2 separate regions of the Mus musculus genome follow, and region 1 is linked to region 2. The links are chromatin contacts, called in public promoter capture Hi-C maps. All regions are on one chromosome and are shown on one strand. Each heading gives the region's core, a stretch centred on a gene start, on an enhancer-like site or on the middle of the called end of the contact. The rest is flanking DNA. Distances are from core to core; before and after follow the strand shown.

Region 1 (7,093 bases), core at 314-2,813, 120 kb before region 2:
CTGCACTCTTGACGAGAAGTTATGTGGATGAGATCCCATGGTTTAGATCCCCTCCCTACTCGTTAGATAGCTCTCACTAACTGTCTTCTCTGGACCTCTGTACTTTCTAAAGCACAGTAAGACAATTACCACTGTTAGACTAGTCCTCCCCTCTCCTTCCGTCACCCATGGACGATGGTGAGACAGTTCACAATTGGGTAGACTTGGAGAAATAGCCAATAGCATGCATGGGTGGCATGTGCCCACAGCTAGAACATAAGCTTCCTCAGGCTCCCTCTGTGCCCACGTCTCTCATGATAGTCAACTTCTAGCCACTCTGACTCAGGGACATTGCCCTGACTTGAAACACTTCCCTCTGAGGGTCTTAAAAGCTCACTCTGAAAGTCTAGCTAGACTTGAAAGTAAAGCTTATTTCTAGAACGATCTATTTCAAAGGTTTATTTCTTGACACTTGAGATTGCCATGCCATTTCAGCTGTCCCACTAGTACCAGTGATTAGTCATTCATTCATTCATTTTCCTTCAATGAAGGTCTATTGAAACTTCTCTTTCAGGGACCAAGTACTGACAAGTACTGTGAACAAGGAACTTAATTGACAAATGGTCCAGCTATTGTGCTCCATGATCCATTACTGCCTCTGTACTAGGGTCATGCTTCCTGTGGGCAGCTCCTGGCCACTGAGTGTGACTAGGATGCAAAGGCAGCCTTTTCCTTGGGAACATGCTCCTCTGGTGGCCACCTATGAAATAAGGTATCTCAGCAACCATTTGACCCACTTTCTATTGCTGCATGTTCTAGGATGCTTCTGCCCAGTCGTTTCCCATGTTCCCCTTCCCTTGGAGCCAGCCTGCTCTGTTCTCCTGTGTGCTACAGGCCTGGATGACATCGCTCAGGGATGCTGAAAGAATTAGCTGACAAAGAAAGATGAAGATGAAGGAAGGGGCAGGGACTCAGGGCAGACCAGCACATTCCCCTCCTCCTCAGGAGGAAGAAATGTCAAACCTTCAATGCCCTTCCTTTAAAAATTCCAGACCATTTTTGATAGAAAGCAGAGTGTTTCAGGAATAAGGAATTGTTAGTAGAATCATTTATTTTATTTTATTTTATTTTATTTTACCTACAAGATTTTGTTTTCCTCCCCCTAATAAATTTTTACCCTTATGGTGGCAATAAGAAGGCAGAAGAAGATTCTACTGTCTCATGTTGGTAGGGCCAACTCCTGACTAGAAGCCTAGGTAGACTCCAGGCTGGACCAGCCCAATAATCTGGCATGCTTGTATGGAAACCAACACTGGGTTCTCTGTAACTGATGGCAGTGAGCTTCTAGATCCTTCTAACCAGTAGTCTAGATTCAGGTCCCTCGTGGCTGCCCAGGGAGAACATCCCAGCTCTGGCTGCCACTTGGCAAGCAGAGCTCTCACTGCACACACATAAATTGCTTTTCTGGTTTTATTTTTTAAAAACAAATAAAAGAATAACATTGACACCCAGGGAGGCCATTAGAGAGAACAGGAGTAACAAGGAAGCAATGAGGAACCTGTGGGTGTTTGGTGAAGGTAAATGAGGTTGGGTTGGGCTGTTCGGTGGGTGTGGCTGCTCTGTCAGGATTTCCACAGTGTCTTTCAGATCCATTCTTTATCTGTGTGGTTCCTGGAGGTTATGTAGGCGTGCCAGAGCACTACAGTTACAGCGAGAGGAACAAACGACCCTACAGGGGAGTATTTGAGGAAGTATTTTTGACCACTAAAAGGAAGTAGATCTTTACACAGCCTGGAGTCTTTGAATGGAACCCACCACCCCCAAAGAGTCTGAGGTAAAAATTAACAAGGGCCCTAGGAGTCACTGATATTAGCTGTACTGGTCATTAGGATTATGAAGAACAAGTCACCGTGTTCCTACCGGAAAGTTCTCCGTAGCTCTCTAATAGAAGTCATCAAAGCCACATTGCATTCCTTAGGGTGCTGGGAACATAGAGTCTCCTTTCTCTGCAGGATGGTGGTATCTTGTTGTGTTTCCCACCCTTCCTTCATTGGTATATTGCCACTTTCTCGTCAAACCCAGTTCAAATAGACCCTCCTCTCAGAGCAAGGCTGATTGCTGCTTCCTCTTTACAAAGCACATCCCATGTCTACTTCTCTACAAGTACATATGTACTTGTGTACACAACTAATATACAAACTTCTCTAGGACAGAGACCATATCAGATTCATGTGCCCATCTTCACTGGTTGGTATGGTCACTGGTTCCTGGAGCTAGCCCATGGTCCCTGAGTGGAATGTTGAATGAGTAGGGAGGTATTGAGCTTCATCGGCCAACACCTCACTGCTTATGACTCAAACAGTGTCCTTCAGGGGCTTCCCAGAGCTTTGTGCCTGTATCATGTGAGCAATCCTCTTCTTCTGGACAGACATCTGCTTAGCTAGGCTAATATACATGCTTGTCTCCAGAACAGTCATCAGGCTGTCTGAAGTCACGTAGCCAAGAGGCTTGTTAAGATTTTAGTGTCTCTAACTGTGTCTCAGAGGCAAGTGAGTCAGGTCCCAAGAAGTCTGGACTAGAAGTCTTGCCAGTGCACATTCCAGAGCCTAGGAGATTCTAGAAAAACAGACATATCACCTTTCAGGCTGAAATCACTGGGCACTGCATTTGAAAGCTGGGTTTCCTACCAGTCCTTAGGTTGTGAATGACACACAGTTTATTGGAACCATTATGAGGTCACTAAGCAAGCTGAGGTCTGAAAATTTTAAGACAGGTTGAACCAGAGATAAATCAAATACTACATGTGCATGTTAAAGAAGAAAAAGATATGAAAAGGAAAAGAACAGAAATCAAAACCAAAAACATCAAGAAGCCCAAACTAAACAAAACAGCAAGCAAATACTCAACCATCAGGAAGCAGAGACTGGAGGATTAGAGGTTCAAGGTCAACTTCAGAGTAATAATGTGTTCAAGGCCAACCTGAGATAATAAGACCCTGTCTCAAAAAATAATAAAGCAAAATCTTGGAAGACATGAACCTTGTATGCAAATCCCAGTTTTAATCCATTTAAACAATCATTTGACCTGACCTTCTGGAACATGTCAATGATCAATTTTAAACACAGACATACTTGATTAACTTAGCAGCAAATGTAATTTGAAGAACTACATATAGATTCTGGTTCATTCCTCTGAGAGCTATGAAGCTGCCCACGTGTTCAAGGTCCTCTGCTGGGCCCTTCAACAGGATACATACTGGGGCTACCTCTCCACTCTGGGGCATGTAGTCTGGAAAGATCAGGTCACTGTGGCCATCGAAATGACTCATGAGGGTTTTGCTTTGGGACATCCAGGAGGTTGTGCTAATGTACAGTCAGCGCTCGAGGAAGATCTCTCGGAGGAAGTTGTTTATAAGCCAATGGCAGTGGTTCAGAAGCTAACACTGTCATTGAGGTGGTCAGGACAAGGATGCTCCAGGATAACAGGATCTGGAGGCCCCAAGACTTTTAAGAGCTGAAGATTCCAGAATTATTACAACAGAGTGGATGGGAAAATGATGAGAAAAGTCTTAAGAGATAGGCAGAGACAAAATTTTAAAAGAACATTTAACAATTGAAGCATGAATACGAATTCATAAACACATAAACTCCAAATTTTAAAATGTATGCCATCTCACCCTCTAAATTGGCTAGATTATGGATATTATTAAGTCTCTTCCTAAGAGAGTTGCAGGATATACAAACTTTTCGTAAATTTGTCTATTTTTACTCAATTATGTACCTGCTGCTAGATAAACAATGCCCTTGAGTTCTGATAAATCTGTCCCAATGATTTCCCCACTAAATTGCTAGGCATTAAATAACAAGCCATCTCAGGAGAAAAAAAATTCACCCGATTTCAACAGTACTTTTCAAGATGCCATTCTCTTAGCATTGGCTGAAATAACAAAATTAGTTAGCAAAATTTTGTAGTCCTTATAATACTGTCTTAGATTTTTATCTATTCAATATCTCTTTATTGACTAAATCATGAAATTTGTACATTAGGCTATGGTAATGCAATGCCTTGGTTGGATGAAGGTTTCTAGCTGGCAGTTAAGTGCTGAGCTGGGAGCTTGGAATTTTGGCTCAGCCACTTACCTTAACCTCTATGCACTCCCAGTTTTCTCATTTAGAAGATGGAGATTTTTATATCTATAGTCCTCAACTGAATTCACATACATTACTAGCTGGCACTTCCTACCCATTAGCTCTCACTTTCAGGAATTGAATTAATATTGTGAATGCCCAAGCCAAGTGAGTGAGCATCAGGTATGTTTTGGCCAAGCCTTGCAATAACTGAAGAATTTAATAGAGATCACTTTTACACTGGCCTCCCAGCCGCCCCTATGGGTGCAGATTGCTCCTGGAGAATCCCTGACTAGTTCCTGCACAAAGCATAGCATGTCCATCTCCTGTCTCACTGCTGCATACTCTAGGAACCAGTCCATCAGAACACCACTGTTCACATGTGGCCAGGCAAGGCAAACATTGAGAGAGCCCTGTCCTATAGTAGTTGATCACAACCTTAAGTATCATCATCTCTCTCAAGGATACACTTACCCCTTACCATGAGATTTGAGAGCACTGTACTTAGGAGACCTCATTGGGTATATGGCTGGAGTTTCCGAGTTGGTCTGATCAATGAAGAACACTACAATAATCCCTAAGTAGTAAACTCCAGGGGTGGGGAGGAGCAGAGTTCCAAGACACAGGGCACAGACATGAGATAATTCTCTCATGGTGGAAACAATGGCAATGTACAGCCATCCATCCTTTAAAGGATCTGACTGCACAAACATCGACCAATCAGAACAGATTCAGTATTAACTCTTTAGTTGATAGGGGGAAGGAAGGTAGTTTCAAAGTATGGAAGAATTCCAGTGTTTAAACAATATAGTCCAGAGAAACACAAAGTTGGATGTTATCCTTGAAAGTCATATTCATGGCTCCGAATTCCATCTTAAGGGGGTGTGAAGTCACTGGGACTTCGGAGGTCTGAGCTATGCTTCTAGCAAGGTTTTCTGAGAACGTATGAGGGAAGCTCAGCTCTGATGCCCCTTCGGCAGGTCTGGTGGGGAGAGGAGACTGATGCATATAATTCTCATGATACAACTGATTAGATGTGGTTAGTGAGGGGGCAAGAAGAGTTAGGGATGATTCCCAGGTTTCTCTCAGAGGACATTAGATTGATTATATCTAACCATTTGCCATCACCATAGGGAAATCAGAAGTCTAGAGAGATAGATGCCTTTGGGAAGGGGAACTGATCTGTCTGGTTTACGATATGTTCACTCTGGGATATCTAAGACATATCCAGACAGAGATTCCATAGATGAGAATGTGACTGGGGAAACAGGTCTGGCTGGAGATGAAAGTTTTGAAAACCTTGCACACTCACTGAATGGAATTTCCCAGAAAGAGACTACAGAACGAGAAAGAGAAAGGAGTGGTCCAGAGGAAGGGCAATATGTATGGCACATATGGCAGATATGGTAGTACAGGGTTAGAAGCAGAGAGGATGCTGTGCTGTAACAGAAGGCAGGAGAGTGCTGAGTGGAGCACAGTTGATGAGTATTTCCTACCTTCTATTCTTTCTATTTTAGTTCCTGGACAACTCAAGACAACAAACACAATCACTGGCCAGAGTGAAAAAACTGCATTACACCAACAAGCACCACTCACCACTTAGATGGTAGAACTGAGGCAGAGTGGTCCTGCTGCTGGGGGATGTTATCTTTAGGCAAGCACAAGGTGGAGGCGTGGAACTTTTCAACAGCAGTTTTCTAGCTAGCTTCATGGCTGCTGGTTGTCATGGTGACAGCAGCAGTTTGTTCATGCTTAGACTGTAGCCATAGTAGTGTGCTCCAAGTCCTTCCATATCTTCTCGCTTTGGATAGAGGTACACTGCCCCTTGCAGTCCACTTATGAGGGATATTCTTGGAGGTCCAGCTGCATTTCAACACCTCCCAGCATTTTAATAAGCACTTGGCTCCTAGACGACGTCCCTTTTGCTTAAAATATCAAGTGGTTTCTCTTTTTCTTATTTAGTCTTGACTCATACAGAATCTTTAAGGAAGGAATTATTGATTGAATTAAGTACTGTCAAGAGAACAATATAAGAAATACAAGTGTCCACTAGAGTTTGGCAGTTTATCTTGTGGGTTATTTTGGTAGAAAAAAAAACATTAAATTAATGAAGCTGACAGGAATAATGTGCATCATCTAGTCCATCTCTCTACTTCAGACAGTATCTCAAAGCTTTCAATTTAATGGTGATGTTGTGTGGAGTACTGAATTTGGGGGACTGCCACTCTAATCTTTTTTTTTTCTGCTCTAATCTTAACTTATTCCTGTTAAAGGGCTGAACGTGGTGCAGTCATGCTGCTTCCCATTTTAATGGGTATCCAGGCCGTGAACCACACGTACTGCCTTCTAGCAATTTCTCCAGACAGACTCTCTGCACAGCTTCCTTAACACCTCCAAGTACAGCAAGCACCAAGTGGTGATGCTGGGAACAAATACTCATGGAGTTTGATGGCAGCCGAAGAGAGGTAAACACAGTCAACTTAAAATACAACACCAAATGATTCTTCTAGGAAACAGCAGCTCTACACCTCCCAGAGAGTCTCCAAATGGTCTCCAGCTACCAAACAACCTCTCTGAACAGGCATTGTTTTGAACATCTCTTGAGTCTCTGGGTTCAGACTCCCAAATCTATTTTTCTGAGAATTAAGGAGGAAGCCCCGTGTTAGAGGATAATGAGTTCTGAGTGGCATACTTACCCCAAAAATGCCAACTTGGGGCTCAATGGATGCATTCTGTCCTCCTTGCCTTCTCCTCTCTATTCTACAAAATGAAGTACATGACTTGAGATACTCAAAAGGCTCCTGGGACGGATCTGTTCTGTAAACTCCTCACCCAAAGCAGTTTTCTCCTAAATGTGAATTGTTCTGTCTTCCCTAGAGGGGCAGGCACAGTCCTCATGTGCTCAGATTGTCATTACAAGGTGGTACAGTTATCTTGCCATGGGATCCCCCTGGGAGTCTATTAAGAATTAAAAGTGTGTTCAAATG
Region 2 (6,970 bases), core at 721-3,220:
TAACCAATGAAAACTTTCTTAATGCACCATACACAAAAAAACCCCAATGTTGCTTACAGCTTGTCAACTACATTCTATTGCTTTCATGCTTATCAATGACCTTTGTTCAAAGTATGGCACGTGGTACAAGTTAATGAATAAAAGCAATTGTTTTTCATAAGGAAGGAAAAAAACATACAGTTCATTAAAATGTTTTTTTTTCCATAAAAAAAGGAAACTTCTCAATTTAGAAACGGTTCAAATTTTAATGGTACAAGATTTTTTTCTTAAAGTACTGACAAATCACGTATACCCGTCATGTTTATAGGAATCATTTTATGTTTAAATATCATGACTTACTACATAAATATTTACACTTCACACACTTTAGATACGTGCTTTCATAAGGCGTGTAACTATCAGATAAGTGCTTTTTTAAAGTAGAAATACAAAACTCAGTATTCAACTCAGTGGTAGAACGCTTGCCTACCAGTGACTACAAGGTCCCGTATTCAAATCTCAGCATAAAACCAAACCAAACCAAACAATAACAACAAAAGTGATCAAATAAAATAGTTGCCATATGATGGGAACTCGGGTGTCACACTTAGCATGAAATGTATAGTAACAACAGGACTAAAGTGATAACATTATCAACAAGAATAAGTCTGAATAACTAAATTGAATCTTATATCCTTTTCAAGAAATTCACAATAAATACATTACATATACTTCATTAAACTTCCAGATCACAGTAAAATAAAATGCATGCCTTTCAGCACCAGTAAGCAAGTCTTTGTTTCTCTATTGTCAAGATCCAGGCATTCCCAGTTGCCCCAAAAATTAAAATCACCTTATAGTGAACTAAAAATAAGTCATACAGGATGCCAGGTGTAATTGTCACACCCACAATTCTAGCATTTAAAGCCAGTCTGTGCTGCACAGTGGCAGCATAGATTAGCATGTAACCCAGTCTGAAATAACAATAATAATAATAATAATAATAATAATAATGAGTAACATGCAGAAAACTACCTACTTCTTCTAAAGGAGCTACCCACCTGTTTTCTTAGAAAGTTTAGAATTTTTGCAGGCTTAGAAACAATGCTGTCTTCAGTTGTCAAAATTGGTACATCACCTATAATCAAAAACAATTTACACACAAGCAAACACCGTGATTTATTCTGAAGATTACAATGCCTTAAAAACTACACCAGTTGGCACATGGAAGAGTATGGGTATAAACTTCTGTGGGCTTTACAAAGGGCAGCACTAAAAAACATTTTCGTCTCTCCAATTTTCCAGGTTTGTCTTGTACCTTTAGTTCTTACTCGAAATGACCAAACACAACCAACACACAGCCAAGGTCATTCTAAGAAGCTAAGACGCCCCAAGTACTCTTGGGCTATATGGCTGTAATGCAGAAAGGGATGCAACTGTTGAAAAGGGCAGAGAGGGGGGCGTTTGAAAGCTTATACTGTACCTCTTGACCCTCTCCAGGTGTTATCTATAATATTGATTTTCAAGGGCGCGCCAGAAAACTTGGCATAAGCCTGAAACAGAGTTTGCAATAAGAGATTTTAGACACTGAGAGCAGGCTTGCAAGGTCTGCAGCACGGCTCTGACTGATGCACCCTCAAAGGCAGCCTGAGGCTGCCCACGCCCCTCCCCCGTCCGCCATCGGGGACGCGCAGGCTCCCCGCTCCTGGGGACCTCGGATGCAGGAGGCAGGGCCTGAGGTTGCGGGGCCGCGTGTGTGCTTCTCCAACTGCAGGAACAGCGCCGCCGGGCCGCCGGGACCTGACGCTTGCAAGCGGCCCGCCGGTCTCCAGCGGAGCCCGCGGCTAGCCAGCCCAGTCCTCCCGCGCCCTGGCCCGCGAGGCGGCCTCACCAGCACCACCAAGGACTCGCTGTGGACCGAAGGGAGACCCCAGCCTCCTCCCCAGCAGCTGAGCTCCATGGGGGCCGCCATCTTGCCGGGGCTGACCTCTGTCACCCGGAAGTACTCGTACCGCCCACTCTCCAGCACGTGGAATGGAGGGGGGCGGGACGAGGAGCTGGGACTGACTCCTTGGGGCTTTGGACAGAGTCAGAAAGGACAGCAGCAGGCCTTTGAGAGAAGGTTTAGCAACCAGACTAGGAGCTGTGCCGGAAGGGAAACAGACCTCCTAAGAGTCCTCCAAGTATTTATTGCATTCAGTATTAATGTACAACAAAACTTGAAAGCATCACTATGGTATATATAAATCTGTACAAAAGTAGTTTAAACTGACATGGAGGTCGTCGGTACAAGTTTGCGATGTTCAGTCATTGTGATGGTCCTTTGCCTGCCTGCCTTTCCAGTCTCAATTTCAGTTGGCATTCTTATGTTAATGTGATTCAACCTCATTCAAAATTAACCCTGTTCCTAAGTTTTTAACAGGGGACTCCAACGTGCACACTCCTTTAATTCAGAATGGCTTTCCTCTCTAGTGGCTCTCCCCAAACTAAGTTTAGTGTGGCTGGAGAGGTTGCTCAGTTAAGAGCAGTTTTTGAAGACTTGTCTTGGTTCCCCCAACCTACGCTGTGTTCACAGTCATTTTACTCCAGTTCTTTGAGACCTGAGTCCCTCTTCTGGCCTGTACCGGCACTAGCCCTTCACGTGGTGCATACGTGCAGGCAAAGCACACACATAAAAAGATTTTTTTTTTTTGAGTTAAACTTAGCTTTTTCAAAATCATGAATTTCTTCCAGCTTCCTGAGGCTCCCTGTATGCACTTGAATTTTGAATTTTGCTTCTGTCCATATTCACAGGCCTTTTGCCATCCACTCTACAGAAGCTCTTTGTGGCTTCCTAGGTGTGGGGCCAGTGAAGACACAGAAGGTCTTGTGTTTAGAAAGGCTCTTCATTCACGTCATGTTCTGCTATCACTCTCTTGAGGTCATAATCTTGGTGCAAAGGGCTCTGCACTTTTATTTTAGACTAAGCATTGTAAGTCATTCAGCCAGTCTTGTCTTTGGACCTAATGGGCATGCACTAAATATTAATTTCTCAGAAAAACCATTAAAGAAAAAACTTGGCAATGTGGAGATTTGGGCATACTGTTTGGATCTCAGAATCAGGACCTGGGAGCTGTGTGATTTTTATAGACAGAACAATAGTCTTTCTGGAACAGCCCTTTTGATACATCTTTGGGTTTTCTATTTTCCTCTATCACAAGAAGATGCTAGGGTCCCCTTCAATTGAAACCTATTGCCGTAACAATAATATTCAGCAACATTTTCTAGGCATTTTTCTGCACAGTAAGGGGGCAACTCTCCAAAATTACAGTTCTGATTTCCTAAAGTCTTTTTTAAATATTTTGCCTCAAAAATAGTATATCTCAAAAATGGAAAGAAAAGACATTCCAATCCTAAAAGTCCATTAGTCACACTTTTTAAGTAGGAAATGCTTAGCAAATGTATAGTTGAAACTAAACAACACATTTATTGAGCAGAGAGTACATCTGAGGTACTAGGAGGCTCTGGAAGAATACATAGATGGATGTGGAGTGTCTCCTTAGGAATGTATAGTCTACAAACCAGACATTACACATAGGTAAATATAAAAAGCCATTGTTCCACTAAAGAGATGGCTCGGCTGTTAAAGGCTAGGTTACAACCAAAACTATAAAAAGCCATTGTCACAAGTAAATGTAGAGATTTATAAAATATTAACAACACAGAGGAGGAACCATGCATCACTGTAGGATTTTTGGGGGATGGCTGGGCCCCCTTCATATTAAGAAGGTAACTTAACTTTCTGACTCAGTGTAAAGGAAAGTTCATGCTTTGAGAAATAAAATTCTAAGCAATAAAAATAAAGCTGAGAGTCTGTATCCTACAATAAGACATTTTAAATCAAATGCTGCAGTGAGGATGTGGGTTCTCTGTGTCTTGTTGGCCACTGAGGTGGTGGGTGATCATTCTTTGTGGACACATAGGTGATTACTTAGTGTGACCTTCTCTCCATTGCTCCTGCCACTTACACTGATTTTATTTGCATTAGAGAGAAATTTAAATCCATTCTCTTATTAAGTTAAGGCAAAGAACACCATTTCTCCCAATCTGATAAGAAAATTCCTTCTTACAGGTTTATGTGTGCCTAGTTAATAGCAATCTTTGTGTTGCTGTAATTCCTTTTGAGATTCTGTATCTGCTAGCTTGAATTTTAAAATACTGGTGTACCTTGTTGCACAACCAGGCTGAATACTGTTCCAGACAATGGGGAAGAAAGCTGAAACCATTGGTATGGGTACTTGGCTCCTATATCCTTCCTGGCTGTTAAAGACGTTGTTCCGAGTTCATCAAAATCATCATTTCGGATTCTTCCCAGGCAAAGCATTCTCGCTGTCTGCAAAGCATTTGTGTATGGGCAGGATGGCCTAGAGCACAGCTTTATAATGACTCTTCCAGACCACGTTTTTCCTTGAACATTTTTGTTTTTCAAAAGATGCTCATTCAGTGGCTTCGTCTGAACTTAGAGGACCTGACCTTGGCATCCAGTCCTGTCACTCATGTGTTTCATAGTTTTACTTGGGGCCATGATACAAGTTCTTTTACAGTCCCCTCATGCTGCATTCCTGTGACTAGGAATCTATGAAATGTAGTTCCTGGCAATGATGGGATGTTTGTGATAAATGATCATGCAGTGTGGTCCTTTATGGGGGAGTTAAACTGAAGAGCCTTGAATGTCCCTTAGTTCACGTGCAGATTTAGAAATCCTTAAGGAGAAAACTCCCATTGAAAGTAGGTCACGAGAACTGGTTTTGTTGTTTGTTTGTTTGTTTGTTTGTTTTTAGTTTCTAAGTTTGCTGTGTATTTGTGAGCCAGTGATTTACTTTGATTCCTTGATTTTTTTCAATTATAAAGTGAAGGTTCATTTAACTCTGAGGCATCATCATTATATGTGCAATGAACATTTAGTAATAACTGACATTTGTGAAACAATAAACACCAGAATTGTTTTTAGTATGTGACACAACTCATTTGATCTCATGTTATCTCCTCCAGTTTTCATGGAGAGATATTAACATGTAAAGATGTTAGTTAACTTCCCAAACCTCCAGCTAGGTGGGAGAACAAGAATTTGAACTTAGGCAATCTGCTTTAAAGCTGAGACTCCTTTTTAACCAATACCATTCCTATGCCAATAGCATTCTTATGAGAAATCTGTTTAGAAGTCTTCTTTTCATTCATTTGTTTGAAGAGACTTCATTAAGGAAAAAAAAAGTCCCCTTTGTGGCACAATGCACATATTACTACTTCTTTAAGTAATGTTTAACATTAAGCCATTGAGCAAATCAGTTGATCATCTTCTATGTGTCTAGCACATTGTAAGAGAGTAAGGAGATAAAAACTGACATTCATGCTTTCAGGTGAATAGTTGGTGAAGTAAAAACTCTGTTTGAGATAACTAGATACTAACATGATGTACCATTTTGTCAAGAAGACCACACCCTAGGGTGGTTTTTAGACAAAGGCTTTAAATATCTTTCAATTCTTGGCAAAGGCATAGGAAAGAAGCAGAGCATTGCTGACCTTGAATCATAAGTCCACTGGGTTTAGTTTAGCACAAAGAAGGAAAGGTCATATGGGGTAAACTGGATGGGTGAAGCTGTGACATGGACATGAGGGTGTCTGTGGCAAGAAATTGTAAAACAGATATTGGTCAGAGGGATGATGATTAACTAATGGTTACCAGGATTGGACATTTGTGGGAATGTGGAGTTTTGAAGGGTGTGAAGGAAGAATAAACCATTTGAACAGAACCAATAGATTCCTCAGTCAAGGGCAACAAGAATAATAGTTATTTCAGGAATATAATAGAAGAAGTTTTATGACTCCATAAATAGCCTCAAATGAAGCAAAAATGTTCTGGAAAGTGAAACAAGGAAGAATTGCAGAATATCATAGAAGAAGACCACTTGACACACCTGGGATAAGCATTTTTCACAGCTATGTTGTTATAACTCAAACTTCAGGAACTCACTGGAAGAAGCAGTGTGAGGAGTCAGGATGGCGAAGATCTCGAAGACATAAAAGAAATAGAAAGATCAGAAGATTTGTCTGCATAGAAGATAAAGCTTTTGAAAGGGATGTCAAGATTGATTCCTATCCAAATGAAGACAGAAGTGGCCCTTGTGAGCAAAAGCCTGGGAATGCTGGAAGGAGGGATGGAGTCCTGAGAATTGAGAGGCTGAGATTAGGAACTTGATCTGTGAGGCTAATGCTGGAACGATAGATGATAGATAGGCATGTTTTCTCTTTGACACTGGGGAAGCTTGAAGCAGGAACACAGGATGCTGAGTAAGCTTCAAACTTTTCTATTATGATAGAAAACAAAAGGGCAAAGATATGGGAGATAGCAGGGAAGGGAGGGGAGGGGAGAGATGGGGAGAAAGAGAGACAGAAACAGAGAGAGACTATCTCCAGGGAATTTGTGGATAGTGACTAGAAACATTGCTGACAGTGCCAAAAATCAAACATAGTTCAGCATGAAGATGTATAACGCCAAAGACAGGCTAATCACAGAGCAACCTCAAACAGGTATTGTTTTTTCCATTTTTTATTAGGTATTTAGCTCATTTACATTTCCAATGCTATACCAAAAGTCCCCCATAGCCACCCACCCCCACTCCCCTACCCACCCACTCCCCTTTTTTGGCCCTGGCGTTCCCCTGTACTGGGGCATATAAAGTTTGCGTGTCCAATGGGCCTCTCTTTCCAGTGATGGCCGCCTAGGCCATCTTTTGATACATATGCAGCTAGAGTCAAGAGCTCCGGGGTACTGGTTAGTTCATAATGTTGTTCCACCTATAGGGTTGCAGATCCCTTTAGCTTCTTGGGTACTTTCTCTAGCTCCTTCATTGGGGACCATGTGATCCATCCAATAGCCAACTGTGAGCATCCACTTCTATGTTTGCTAGGCCCAGGCATACTCTGACAAGAGACAGCAATATCAGGGTCCTTT

What was found. Promoter capture Hi-C pulls out the DNA fragments that hold promoters and counts their contacts.
Region 1: a contact with region 2 is called in a promoter capture Hi-C map of pre-B cells, with 2.2 times the contacts expected there. The contact joins the enhancer-like site here to the promoter of Mtx3 in region 2. A contact is called at or near these places in 5 of 39 promoter capture datasets (the C10 cell line, hippocampal neurons, liver and 2 more), 3 of 484 Hi-C or Micro-C datasets (astrocytes, brain and forebrain) and 1 of 115 datasets of contacts at active chromatin or transcription factors (microglia).

What each region holds. Positions count from the first base shown.
Region 1 is chr13:92,958,986-92,966,078 of GRCm38.p6, reverse strand. No RefSeq gene overlaps it. Among named protein-coding and RNA genes, the nearest start is that of Gm41019, 43 kb to the left of the region's middle. Within about 2 kb of position 1,563, at least 41 of the 459 cell types and tissues checked have an H3K27ac peak or open chromatin away from gene starts, as enhancers often do. A contact at or near this core is called in pre-B cells, where this site is marked.
Region 2 is chr13:92,839,768-92,846,737 of GRCm38.p6, reverse strand. Mtx3 (metaxin 3) reads right to left here and starts at 1,970. Exons shown (of 9, transcript NM_001162945.2): 1 at 1,871-1,970; 2 at 1,463-1,532; 3 at 1,041-1,117. The coding sequence starts at 1,951.